Regions from separate parts of the Sorghum bicolor genome. Here region 2 is linked to region 1. Evidence: chromatin contacts called from public HiCAR-type data. All regions are on one chromosome and are shown on one strand. Each heading gives the region's core, a stretch centred on a gene start, on an enhancer-like site or on the middle of the called end of the contact. The rest is flanking DNA. Distances are from core to core; before and after follow the strand shown.

Evidence for each region. HiCAR-type assays count read pairs that join an accessible place to other places.
Region 2: a HiCAR-type map of leaf shows a contact between it and region 1, with 2.3 times the contacts expected there. The contact joins the promoter of LOC8064612 here to the promoter of LOC8064611 in region 1. A contact is called at or near these places in 1 of 4 Hi-C or Micro-C datasets (leaf mesophyll) and 1 of 1 datasets of contacts at active chromatin or transcription factors (leaf).

Annotation. Positions count from the first base shown.
Region 1 is chr8:51,572,582-51,578,306 of Sorghum_bicolor_NCBIv3, forward strand. It overlaps LOC8064611 (probable polyol transporter 3), which reads right to left and starts at 3,599. Exons shown (of 3, transcript XM_002443213.2): 1 at 2,986-3,599; 2 at 2,552-2,898. The coding sequence starts at 3,454.
Region 2 is chr8:51,712,902-51,718,626 of Sorghum_bicolor_NCBIv3, forward strand. LOC8064612 (CASP-like protein 2U1) reads right to left here and starts at 2,686. Exons shown (of 1, transcript XM_002443216.2): 1 at 1,536-2,686. The coding sequence starts at 2,353. The coding sequence ends at 1,772.

The DNA.
Region 1 (5,725 bases), core at 2,349-4,848:
GTTAGGCCTCTGTTAACATTGTTGTATCAGTTGTACTTCAATGATAACTCAACGTACACTAGAGAGTTCATCTTTGGTTTTTGTTGCTAATTAAATGTGTCAATAAGTGCATCCAGTACAACTAACTTCCATTTTAAGTTTAACATGGCACATTTTGATTTGATTTCTTGTACGAGCTCTGTTGCCCCGTGCCCCCGTTGCTTACCTAGGTCTTGTTTAGATGTGAAAATATTTTGGATTTCGCTACTGTAACACTTTTGTTTGTTTGTGGCAAATATTATTTAATCATAGCTAACTAAGATCAAAAGATTCATCTCACGATTTACAGACAAACTGTATAATTAATTTTTATTTTCATCTATATTTAATGCTTCATGTATGTGCTGCAAGATTCAATGTGATGGAGAATTTTGAAAATTTTTTGGTTTTCATGATAAACTAAACAAGGCCCTAGACGTGCCATCACTCATACTCCCTCCATCCCAAATTGTAAGTCATTCCAAGAATCTTGGAGAGTCAAACTTTTTTAAGTTTGACCAAATTTATATGATAAAATAATAATTATTATGATACCAACTAAATATCATTAGATTCTTTCTTAATTATATTTTCATACTATACTCACTTTAACGTTACAAATCTTAATATTTCTCTTTATAATTTTAGTCAAACGTAAAAATGCTTTGATTATCCAAGATTGTTGGAATGACTTACAATTTGGGATGGAGGGAGTACTATATACCTAGACGTGCCATCACTCATACTATATATAGTAGTAGTGGTGTAGTAGTCTCACTGGAGCGCCAGTTCAGCTAGTGGGTAGGACCAAGCAAGGGTGGATTTAGAAAACTAAGCCAATCATATTAATTACTATATATATATATGATAATCTTGCTCAAAAACCATAAAAGTAGGAATCGACTCTTGCAAAAAGCAATAGTTAAGGGCACTTGTCCAAATCATTGGCTCTGTCGTCGGCCCAAAGTAGCAGTTAAGTGGTGTGAAGAGCAGTAAGATGGTGCTAGTTGGGTGGTCTATCGTTTCGAGGCGGAGCTTAGTTGAGTTCAAGGTGTTCAAGGTGGAGCCATGCCCCCTTATCTAACTAATTCTCCACTAAATAGTAATTTTAACACTGTTTGATTATAGCTTAGTTTAGCTAGACCAACCCCTCCTATTTGCTTTTTCAAGCACTGCCTCCGCTATTGTTCCTCTAGAATTGCTAGATTTTAGACAACCTCAGGCCCGGACACCATTGATCTCTAACTTGGCAAATGATATATTCTCTCTTGCTTGGTGTTAGATCTCTAAATTGACTCAAGATGTCTCATATGTCATATAGTAGACATGCCTTTGAATGTATATATGAAGAATCCCAAAGCAACCCAAAGAGGCCAGACGAGTTAGATTGGATGAATAGAAAGAAAACCATATGGTCATGATTGATTCACACAAAGGTAAAGACACCCTATTTTTATTAGCCTGCCGAACTCATAGAAAAGCAGCTAATAAAGGTCTAGCTTGCCGGATCCAAACAGCTTAAGGGCTCTTTTGTTTAGGGATATTCCTGACACGAATCAGTCCTAATGAGAGCTCGAGTTAACTATATAAATTACTGAAACATTCCTAGCAGGATCGGTTCCAGGGTGTGATTCCCTGAGAACCGAACGTTGCCTAAGGGCTGTTCGGTTATTCAGGAATAGAGGCAAGAGAAGCAACCCAGTTGATGTATTGTTACACAAATTAGTCAATCATTCCAGTAGTTCCAGACCATGAATCCTACGCCCAACTGAAAGGGCCCTAACTTGTGGTCCAACTTATAGTCCAAGTATCCAGCTGGCTTAAGGTCTTGTTTAGATCTGAAAAGTTTTTGAATTTTGACAAGGTAGTATTTTTATTTTTATTTGTCCAATCAACAGTAACTAGGGTTAAGAGATTTGTCTCGTGATTTACAGACAAACTGTGCAATTAGTTTATTTCATGCTCTATGCATGTGATGCAAGATTCGATATGACGTGGAATCTTGAATTTTTTTTAGTTTTGTTACGAAGTAAACAAGGCCTAAATTTAGTTTCTTCCATGCCGTTAGACCCCACGTTGTTGTACCAGTTATGACTGCAACCAAACAAAAATAACTCAACCCAGCAGCAGCTGGGTCACGTCAGAGAACTCTGATTCCATTTTCACTCTTTAGTAGTAGATGCCGCGCGTTTTCAGATGCGATCGAACTAACTTCCGTTTTCAACTGCAACAAACTTTCCTTCATTCCTTCCATTTATTAAATTTTAGGGGGCACACACGTACACGTACGAATCGAGCCATGAAACTTAATTATACCTAGGAAGGATGCATGCATGTCAGATCTGCAGCTGCACCTGCAGCTAGCTATAATCAATTAATAGCATCGGCACCATCGCACTGTCAAGGTCGCCTAATAATAATCAAGAACAACTAACAACACGTACTACGAACAATGAACAACCATGCACGGCCGCGTAGAATCATCGCCGCCGTCGTACTACTACTACAGTACTAGTACGTACTCCGTACTTACCTCGGGAATGGAGGAGAGGAATCCGCGAGCGTCGGCTGGCGAGATCTCGGCGATGTAGACGGGCGCGACGACGAGTCCGAACCCGCACGCGACGCCGGCGACGAGCTGGCCCGCCATGAGCGCGGCGTACCCGTCGGCGGCGGCGGTGACGGCGGAGCCCGCGAGGAAGAGCGCGGCGGAGAGCGCGACGGTGCGGCGCCTGCCCGCGCGGTCGCACGCCCACCCCGCCGCCAGCGAGCCGAGCAGGGAGTAGACGCTGGTGGCGCCGATGAGCACCTCCAGCTGCGCGTCCGTCACGCCCACGTCCGCCTGGATGAACTTCTGCGCGCCGCTCATCACCCCGCGGTCTGCGAAAAGCGCACGTCACGTCACGCGCGCACGCAACGCAATTGCCAAGAAAAATGAAGCAGCAGCGAGAGAATTGAAGGGCTTACTGTAGCCGTAGATGATGGAGGTGACGGAGGCGAGGAGCGCGCAGACGAGCGCGTACGTGCAGCCCTTGGTGCTGCCGTCCGCCGGCGCCGGCGCCGGCGCAGGCTCTTTGATGTCGGCCAGCAGCGGCGACTCGAGGTCATCCTCCTCCTTCTTCATTGTTGCCGGCCGGCGGGCTCTCGCGCGCGAGAGAGAAAGAGAGAGAGGCGTGGCAAGGTAGCGGTGCAGCACGATGTTTTTACTGCTATAAATCGATGACACCACGATCGAGCTGAAATTAGCGCCGCACGGAGAGAGCAGAGAGAGAGAGAGAGAGAGAGAGAGATGAATGGATGGACATCTATATAGGCACGCACAAGGCGACACGGCGCGCGCGGCTGGATGCCCGGGATGGCTGGCGGCGGCCAAGGAAATCGTGGCGGCCTGCGCGAGCGCGAGCCGACGCGACGGGAGGCGCGGGGCGCGGGGCATTCTTCGGCCCTTGCCGCCCGCCGCGCTCGGTCGCGCGGGGATAACGTGCGTGCGCAACCTCGCGGCCGGCGCAGCTGGCTGCTGGCTGCTGCGACCCAACCCAACAACCGGCCGGCGGATCGAATTCCTCCTGTTTTCGAGAGTGCGGGCGCCAGCTCGCTTGCATTGTGTGACGTCTTTGAGTTGAGACGCTAGTACAAGACGTCCGGTGCTTTCCAAATTCCAATTCCAAGTCACGTCATCTCTTTTCGGGGCCCACACAGCGAATCAGTGCTCGGCTTTATCCTCATCACCACCGTCTCCTCTCCTCCCTTCCGGCTGGTCCTCATGTTCTTGTTATACCTCGGATCTAAGCTTCCGTTTGGATCTCTTAGTTTTTGCTAGTTTTTAAGAATATGTTTTTTTTATAAATTAAGTGGGATCCAAATAGATCAGTTTTTGTCAGATTGTTCAAATCAGAAAGCTGTGACACCTAGTTTTTATCATTTTTTTTGACCCGCAGAGCAATAGATGAAGTCAAATTCTTAAAAACCGGAGATCCAAATACCTCTACCAGTTTTTAATAAGAATCTATATTTTAGAAACTACAGATAAAAAACTGGTTTTAAAAATCCAAAAACGATACAAACCGAATCTAACAAGAACAGCCATAGAACCGTGCAACTAATCTTTATATGTTTAGGCCTTATTTAGTTTTCAACTCAAAAAGTTCTTATCCATCCCATCGAATGTTTGGACGTATGCATGGAGTATTAAATACAGATAAAAAATAAATGAATTACACAGTTCAGTTGGAAATCACGAGACGAATCTTTTAAGCCTAGTTAGTCCATGATTAGCCTTACGTGCTATAGTAACCTACATGTGCTAATGATAGATTAATTAAGCTTAATAAATTCGTCTTATAGTTTCCAGCGGAGTTATGTAATTAATTTTTTATTACTATCCGAATACCCCTTCCGATATCCTACAAAACATTTGATGTGACACTCAAAAGAAATTTCCATCTCCAACCAAACAAGGCCTTATTATCTACTCCCCCTATTCCAAATTATAATATATTTTACACTCCTATAAAAATCTTTTGCAAAGCATTTTAGAATTATTTTTAGAGGCGGACAGTACTTCTAACTACCACGGTATATGCCTCGGATTAACCGAGGCGGTTGGTTTTTATTAATCGAGCAGAAAATCGATTTATCGAGACAGTCATGATTTATTTTCAGGCGGTTCTCTTATAACAACTGTCTCCATAAATCTCTTTTTGGAGGAGGTAATCTAACTCCCAGCTCATCCACTCCCTTAGCCGCCGCTCCCCTATGCCCGACTGCAACACATGCTCCCACTCCCTCTTTTGGTATCTGTACCTGCACTATTTCATCTGTATAATAGTGGTAACTGTCACTAGTACAGAATTGCTCAAAGTCAGCGGTGGAATATAATTTTTACAGGCGGTTTTAATTAAAGAACGACTGTGGAAAGAAATTGGCTTACCCGACTACAAAACCGCCTGTGAAAATCAATTTTTACAAGCGGTTTTCTAACAAAACCGCCTGTAGAAATCATGTATTTCTACAGGCGGATTTATTAAGAAACCACATGTAGAAATCATATTTCTACAGGCGGTTTCTTAAGAAATCCGCACTACTACAGAAATGAACTTCCGTGACGTTGCTACTGTTCGCTCCGTGGCGGGCGTGTTTTTTGCCCGCTGTGGTAAATCGTGCGATTTACCGCAGCGGACACTTTTAATTAACTGTGACGGACATTTTTGCCCGCTGCGGTAAATCGATTTACCGCAGCGGGCATCTTAATATGTCCGCCACGGAAAATATATATTTTCCGTGGCGGACGTATTAAGATGCCCGCTGCAGTAAATCAATTTACCGCAGCGGGCAACCTATTATGCCCGCCACAGTAAATTATTTTTAGTGGAGGGGCACTTTAAATGAACCGCTGGAAAGAGAGAAGCAGCCTGGTCCCTTCCTTCCTTCCCCACTCGCGACTCGACTCTTCTCTCTTCTCTCGCAGAAACAACAAGGGCACCAAGGAGGAGCAGGAGGAGAGGTACACCGAGAAGAACAAGGCCTCCAAAGGAACATCTATCCCCATCCATCCCTACCCCGATTCCTCCTCCTCCCTTGCTCACCTCACCATCCAATCCCCATCTGATCTGACTTCGTCCATCGATTTTATCTCTGTGTTTGCTTGCAGGCAGCTAGCTGGAGACCAACAAGAAGGCCATGAACATCCAGGTGCGTACCTAGTCGT
Region 2 (5,725 bases), core at 1,436-3,935, 140 kb after region 1:
TGAGGATGGTTGCCGATGAGGGAGAGGTTGAATGTGACTAAGTCCACAGGCAGTAATATGGTGCCGATAGCTGGATAAAAAGGTCTGCCGATGACTGTGGCAAAGGGATTGCCGATGATGCAAAGGAGGAGTCCGGAAGCTGCCAGTTGTCATGTGGAGGAGTTTCGGTTTGTCACAAAGGATAGTTTTGTTATTTCCTTAATTATTTGCATCGTTTTGTATACGGATTCCGTGTAATTTGGAATTCGAATTCTAATCGTGTCTGGTTGTAGCTCTTTGAGCAGGGTATAAATATAAACCCTAGGACCTTGTAATAATCAATCAAGAAATCAATCAAACACATGTTTTTATTCATATTCCAGCATCTACTTTTTCGACGACTTCGTCATACTTTTTCCTTTTATTACGAGTTCTTAGGAATTCGTCGACTTAAGCTCGGCATGTTCTCGAGTTCCGCGTGAATACCTCTTAGCCGTGACATCTGGGCGCATCGCTGTTGTCAGGACTAAAGTATTCGAGTTATCACCTTTGCCGATAGTAAGGTCAAATCGGCTGGCACGCCTTAACGTTTGAATTGGGTATTAGCCCTTTGTGTTTGCAGACCAGTTTTGCATCAACAGAATTATTTTTCAATATAGAGTTTTTAGATTCGTTCTGTTTTGACCCAGATAAGACTTAAAAACAAGTTTAGGGACCGGGATGACACAACTGAACAAGCTTGAGGACCTATATGAGAGATTTTTAAGTTTAGGGACCAGGATGACACAACCGAACAAATTTAGGTAACTAAACGGTCATTTTGCGAGTTTAAGTACCGGAATGACACATCTAAACAAGTTTAGGGACCACTGATGGACTTTACTCTTGTTCTAGGATGACCTCTTTTCTTTCTCCAAATCTCAGTCGAAGAAAAGCGTTTGATTGCAGCAAACTGATGATGTCCGTCGGATCCGTAGTGGAGTTGCTTGCACGCGTGCGCGCTACCTTTAAAGAAGGGAACAAAACGGGCCAGCGCACCGCACGCCGAGGAACTTGCACCACAACGCGTGGCGTGGCCCGCGCAGCAGCTGCCTCGCCGCCCGTGATCTTCGCTTCAGATTCCGTGGTGCTGCATGATGGGCGTTTCTTAGGCCCTGTTTAGTTTTCCATGTAAAAATTTTTCATCCATCCCATCGAATCTTTAGACACATACATAGAACATTAAATATAAATAAAAAAAATAAACTAATTATACAGTTTAGTTGAGAATCGTGAGACGAATCTTTTAAACCTAGTTACTCCATGATTAGCCTAAGTGCTACAGTAACCCACATACGCTAATGACAGATTAATTATGCTTAATAAATTTGTCTTGCAGTTTCCTGACGAGCTATGTAATTTTTTTTATTAGTTTCTAAAAACCTCTCCCGACATCCTTCCGTCACATTCGATGTGACATCTAAAAAAATTTTATCTCAAATCTAACAGGCCCTTAGCAGGGCAGCATTGAAATTGTCACTCTGCCTGTTCGTCAGACTGAAGAATCCAACAAATTCTTTGCTGCAACTCCGATCCTATAGACCCATTCATGTTTATTCTTTAAGTTGTTTCAATTCGACGTTGAGCAGTGCGTACGGCTATCTTATTAGCACCACTCGATCTTGCTTTCACATGCATGAACCAGCCTATATATAATTACCAGTAGCAACCAAATCAAGCAAAGCCCTACGCTACGGTGTTTGCAAGAGATGGTGGTCAGATGGAAGAACGGCCTCTGCTCATCACAAAGCTACTAGCTCTTGGTGCCGCCGCTGCCGTAGAGCCTGAAGAGGTTGAACGCGGAGAGGAAGGCGAGCAGGACGGCGGCGAGCCCAGCCACGACGGCGGTAGCGAGGCCGGCGCCGGCCTGCCTACAGAAGGCGCCGTAGAGTGCGCAGATCCCCATCCACTGCAACTCGGGCTGGCCACGCTTGGCGACGACGGAGGCCTGCAGCGCGGCGGCGACGGCGGCCAGGAGCACGTACGCCAGCGCCTGGTCGCACGAGAACACGCACCAGGACAGGGCCCGGCCGCGTCCGCCGCCGTCGCCGCGGCCGCTGGACATGGCGCCGCCGCCGCAGCAGCGCGCAGCCAGCTGCAGCAGGCTGTAGCCGGCGGCGACGGCGGCGGCGTCCACCAGGAACACCATGGCCTTCATGTCCGTGTAGCTGGCCTTCTTCTGCAGCGAGAAGAAGGTCCGCGTCTGGGTGTCCGTCGCCACCAGCGCCGCCGCCAGCGCGCCCAGCCCGCACAGCAGCGCGCGCAGCGCCACCTCCGCTACCTTCACCTTCCGCTCCGCGTCTTGGCCACCACCCAGGGCCAGCGCCATGGCCATGGCCGGTGCGGCGGATGGACGGCCGGCCGGCGACCGGCGGCGTTGGGTTTCGTTACGCGGTGGTGGTGCTGGTGGCCGGCCGTGCTGCCGCAGCTCTATCGGCAGCGAGCGAGCAAGGCGGCAGCTACTGGTGATAGAGATAACTAATCAGAGGTTAGCAGAGAGTGAGTGAGAGATAAAGAGGGTCAGGGCTCACGGGACTCGATTGGGAGTGATTTGTGATTCCATCGTTCCATGGCCATTTTATAGTGGAAATGGAAACGAAAACTAATTAAAAGCTTCTTCCACACCGCTTTGGCGTTAGTGCAAGAGTGTGGGGTATGGAATATGGATCGATGATGGATCCTCTGCGTGTGTGTGTGGGTGTGTGTGGGCTGTGGTGGTGGCGGGAGGTTTTCGTCAGGCTGTTATAATTGCCATTATTACGGGCTGGAGCTCTTTCCAAAAAGAGGATAATGTTGGAGAGAGAAAAACCGGTTTCACACATCGGACATCACGTACGCCACGGCCTGCGACGGAAAGGAGAAATGGGTTTCACACAAAGACGTGGATCAAGCGGCTGCTTAGGCCTAATTTGGTACGGGTCGACTCTCCCTCCATTCCAAATTGTAAGTCATTCCAAAAATCTTGGAGAATCAAACTTTTCTAAGTTTGACCAAATTTATATAATAAAATAATTATTATTATTATGATACCAACTAAATATCATTAGATTCTTCTTTAATTATATTTTCATAATATACTCACTTTACGTTACAGATCTTAGTATTTTTCTCTATAAGTTTGGTCAAACATAAAAATGCTTTGACTCTCCAAGATTCTTGGAATGACTTACAATTTGGGATGGAGAGATAGTTTTTTTAAGGATTCAGCTTCATAAATAGCTTTATCACTATAGCTAGAACTGTTTTGATAAATCGTTTGGTAAGACAACTCTGAGTTCTTTAAAATATACTTTAACAAAACGCTGTACAAGATAAGGTGAAGTCGGATTAAACCACTATTTTAGATTCTTTTCACTCAAAACTTTTGTAAGAGTATGTTTTTATGACTTCATTAACAAAGTTGTTTTATTTCACCTTGTTTAATAGAAAATGACTCCGAATGACTTTTGAAGCCGCCGAAGAAACCCTGTCAAATCCTTACAGTCAATTCGTTGGAGCTCCGAGTTCCGAATGAAGCCGGACGATGATGACATAATAAGGGCGTGTTTAGTTGTTGAAGGAAAAAATTTCACGATACCGTAGCACTTTCGTTTGTTTATGGTAATTATTGTCCAACCATTAGGTTCAAATGATTCATCTTGTAAATTCTGACCAAACGTGTAATTAGTTTTTATTTTCGTTTATATTTAATACTTTATACATGCGTTTAAAGATTCGATGCGATGAAAAATCTTGAAAAAAAAATTGGTTTTTGAGAGACGGTCACGAGGCCAGCTTCGCTTCTTGCTTTACTCCTACAATGCCTAACGATCGAGGATTCTTGGTCACACGTCTCCCTCTGCTACCGACCGACGACGCATGCATGCCGCCTTGCAGTCGTCGTAGCTAGCCCCCGCACACCGGGCGGCCCGGGCAACCGTCTGCAGGCCGGCGGCTAACCTAGCCCCGCTCCGCTAGAGTCTGGAGATCGATCGTTGTCCATCATCACGGTGACGCGTACGTGACGTCACATCGTCCACATCAGAACATTTTCACAGTAGTAGTGCTGTAGTGTGTTAAAGTCGTCCCGCATTTCCAAAAGACATACTACTCCCTCTCTGTTCCAAATTATAAGTCATTCCAATAAACTTAGAAAGTCAAAGCATTTTTAAGTTTGACCAAAAACTAGAAAAAAATATAAAGATTTATGTCATAAAATAGTTACACTATGAAAATATAAAAAAAAGAATCTAATGATACTTGGTTGGTACCAAAAAAATATTATTATTTTGCTATATAAATTTGGTCAAACTTGAAAAACTTTGACTCTCCAAGATTTTTGGAATAACTTATAATTTGGGATGGAGGGAGTACTAGCTAGGAGACAGGAGGCATTGGAGTTATTAAAGTTTAATAAATATCATAGTATTTTTATTTTATTTGACAATTAGTGTCCAATCATAAACTAATTAAGCTTAAGAGATTTATCTCACAAATTATTCTCTAACTGTATTTTTAGTTTTGTAAAATATTTAGTATTCTATGTATTTGTCTAAATATTTAATGCAACAGACGATAATCTTTAGAAGATGCAACCAAACGGGCCCATAGTCACGTGGGTCATCGCCTCCACATTGCTTCGTCACAGGACTTCAGGCTCAAACAGAAGAAGAAGGCCTCAACGCTTTCACATTCGCGGGAGTGCCACGCACACGCTGCAAGCTGCTAGTCCTACACGCGTCTACTACACCGGCACTGTCCTTTTTTGCCGACCATGTCGATCGACATTCGACAAGTACTGTCTCGTCTTGTTTCCCTGCGCCGCTCGCGTGCTCTGAGCCTGTGTATCAGAGCTGATCTGGAAAGTGATGGCTACAAATACTATTTATTAATTATGAAAAAACACTGTTTATTAATAAAAAAAATACGAACCAACTCTCCTACGGCGTACCGCATGTCCCCGAACAGGCCAATCATAGCAGCCGTAGAATTTGTAGCTTCGTGGAGACCGGAGACCAGCAACCATCATTTTAGGCCTTGTTTACTTTCGTTCTAAGGCTCTGTTTAGAGTGGAGACGAAAATTTTTTGGATGTCACGTCGGATGTGTCGGAAGGATGTCGGGAGAAGTTTTTCACATGGGATAGCATAATTAATCTGTCATTAGCACATGTGGGTTACTGTAGCACTTAAGGCTAATCATGGACTAACTAGGCTTAAAAGATTCGTCTTACGATTCTCAACCAAACTGTGTAATTAGTTTATTTTTTTATTTATATTTAATGTTCCATGCATGTGTCCAAAGATTCGATGAGATGGATGAAAATTTTCTGGGTGGGAAACTAAACAGGGCCTAAAGTCAAAAAATTTTCAAGATTTCCGTCACATCGAATCTTTAGACACATACATGAAGTATTAAATATAGACGAAAATAAAAACTAATTGCAGTCGAAATTTACGAGACGAATCTTTTGAGCCTAGTTAGTCCATGGTTGGATAATAATTACTAAAAAAACGAAAGTGTTACAGTATTATACCGATATATCAGCATTTTGCCTCCATGACACTCCATGGCAAGGTGGAAGCTGACCTCATGACACACAGAGGCACAGGTCGTGAGGTGCTCTATGTGGCGAGGTCGTGGTCCTGGCCCGTTGGCTCCACAGCACTCTCCATGGCGAGGTCGTGCTCTCTGGTCGCCCATGCTCAAGAGAAAAACGATGGACTCAG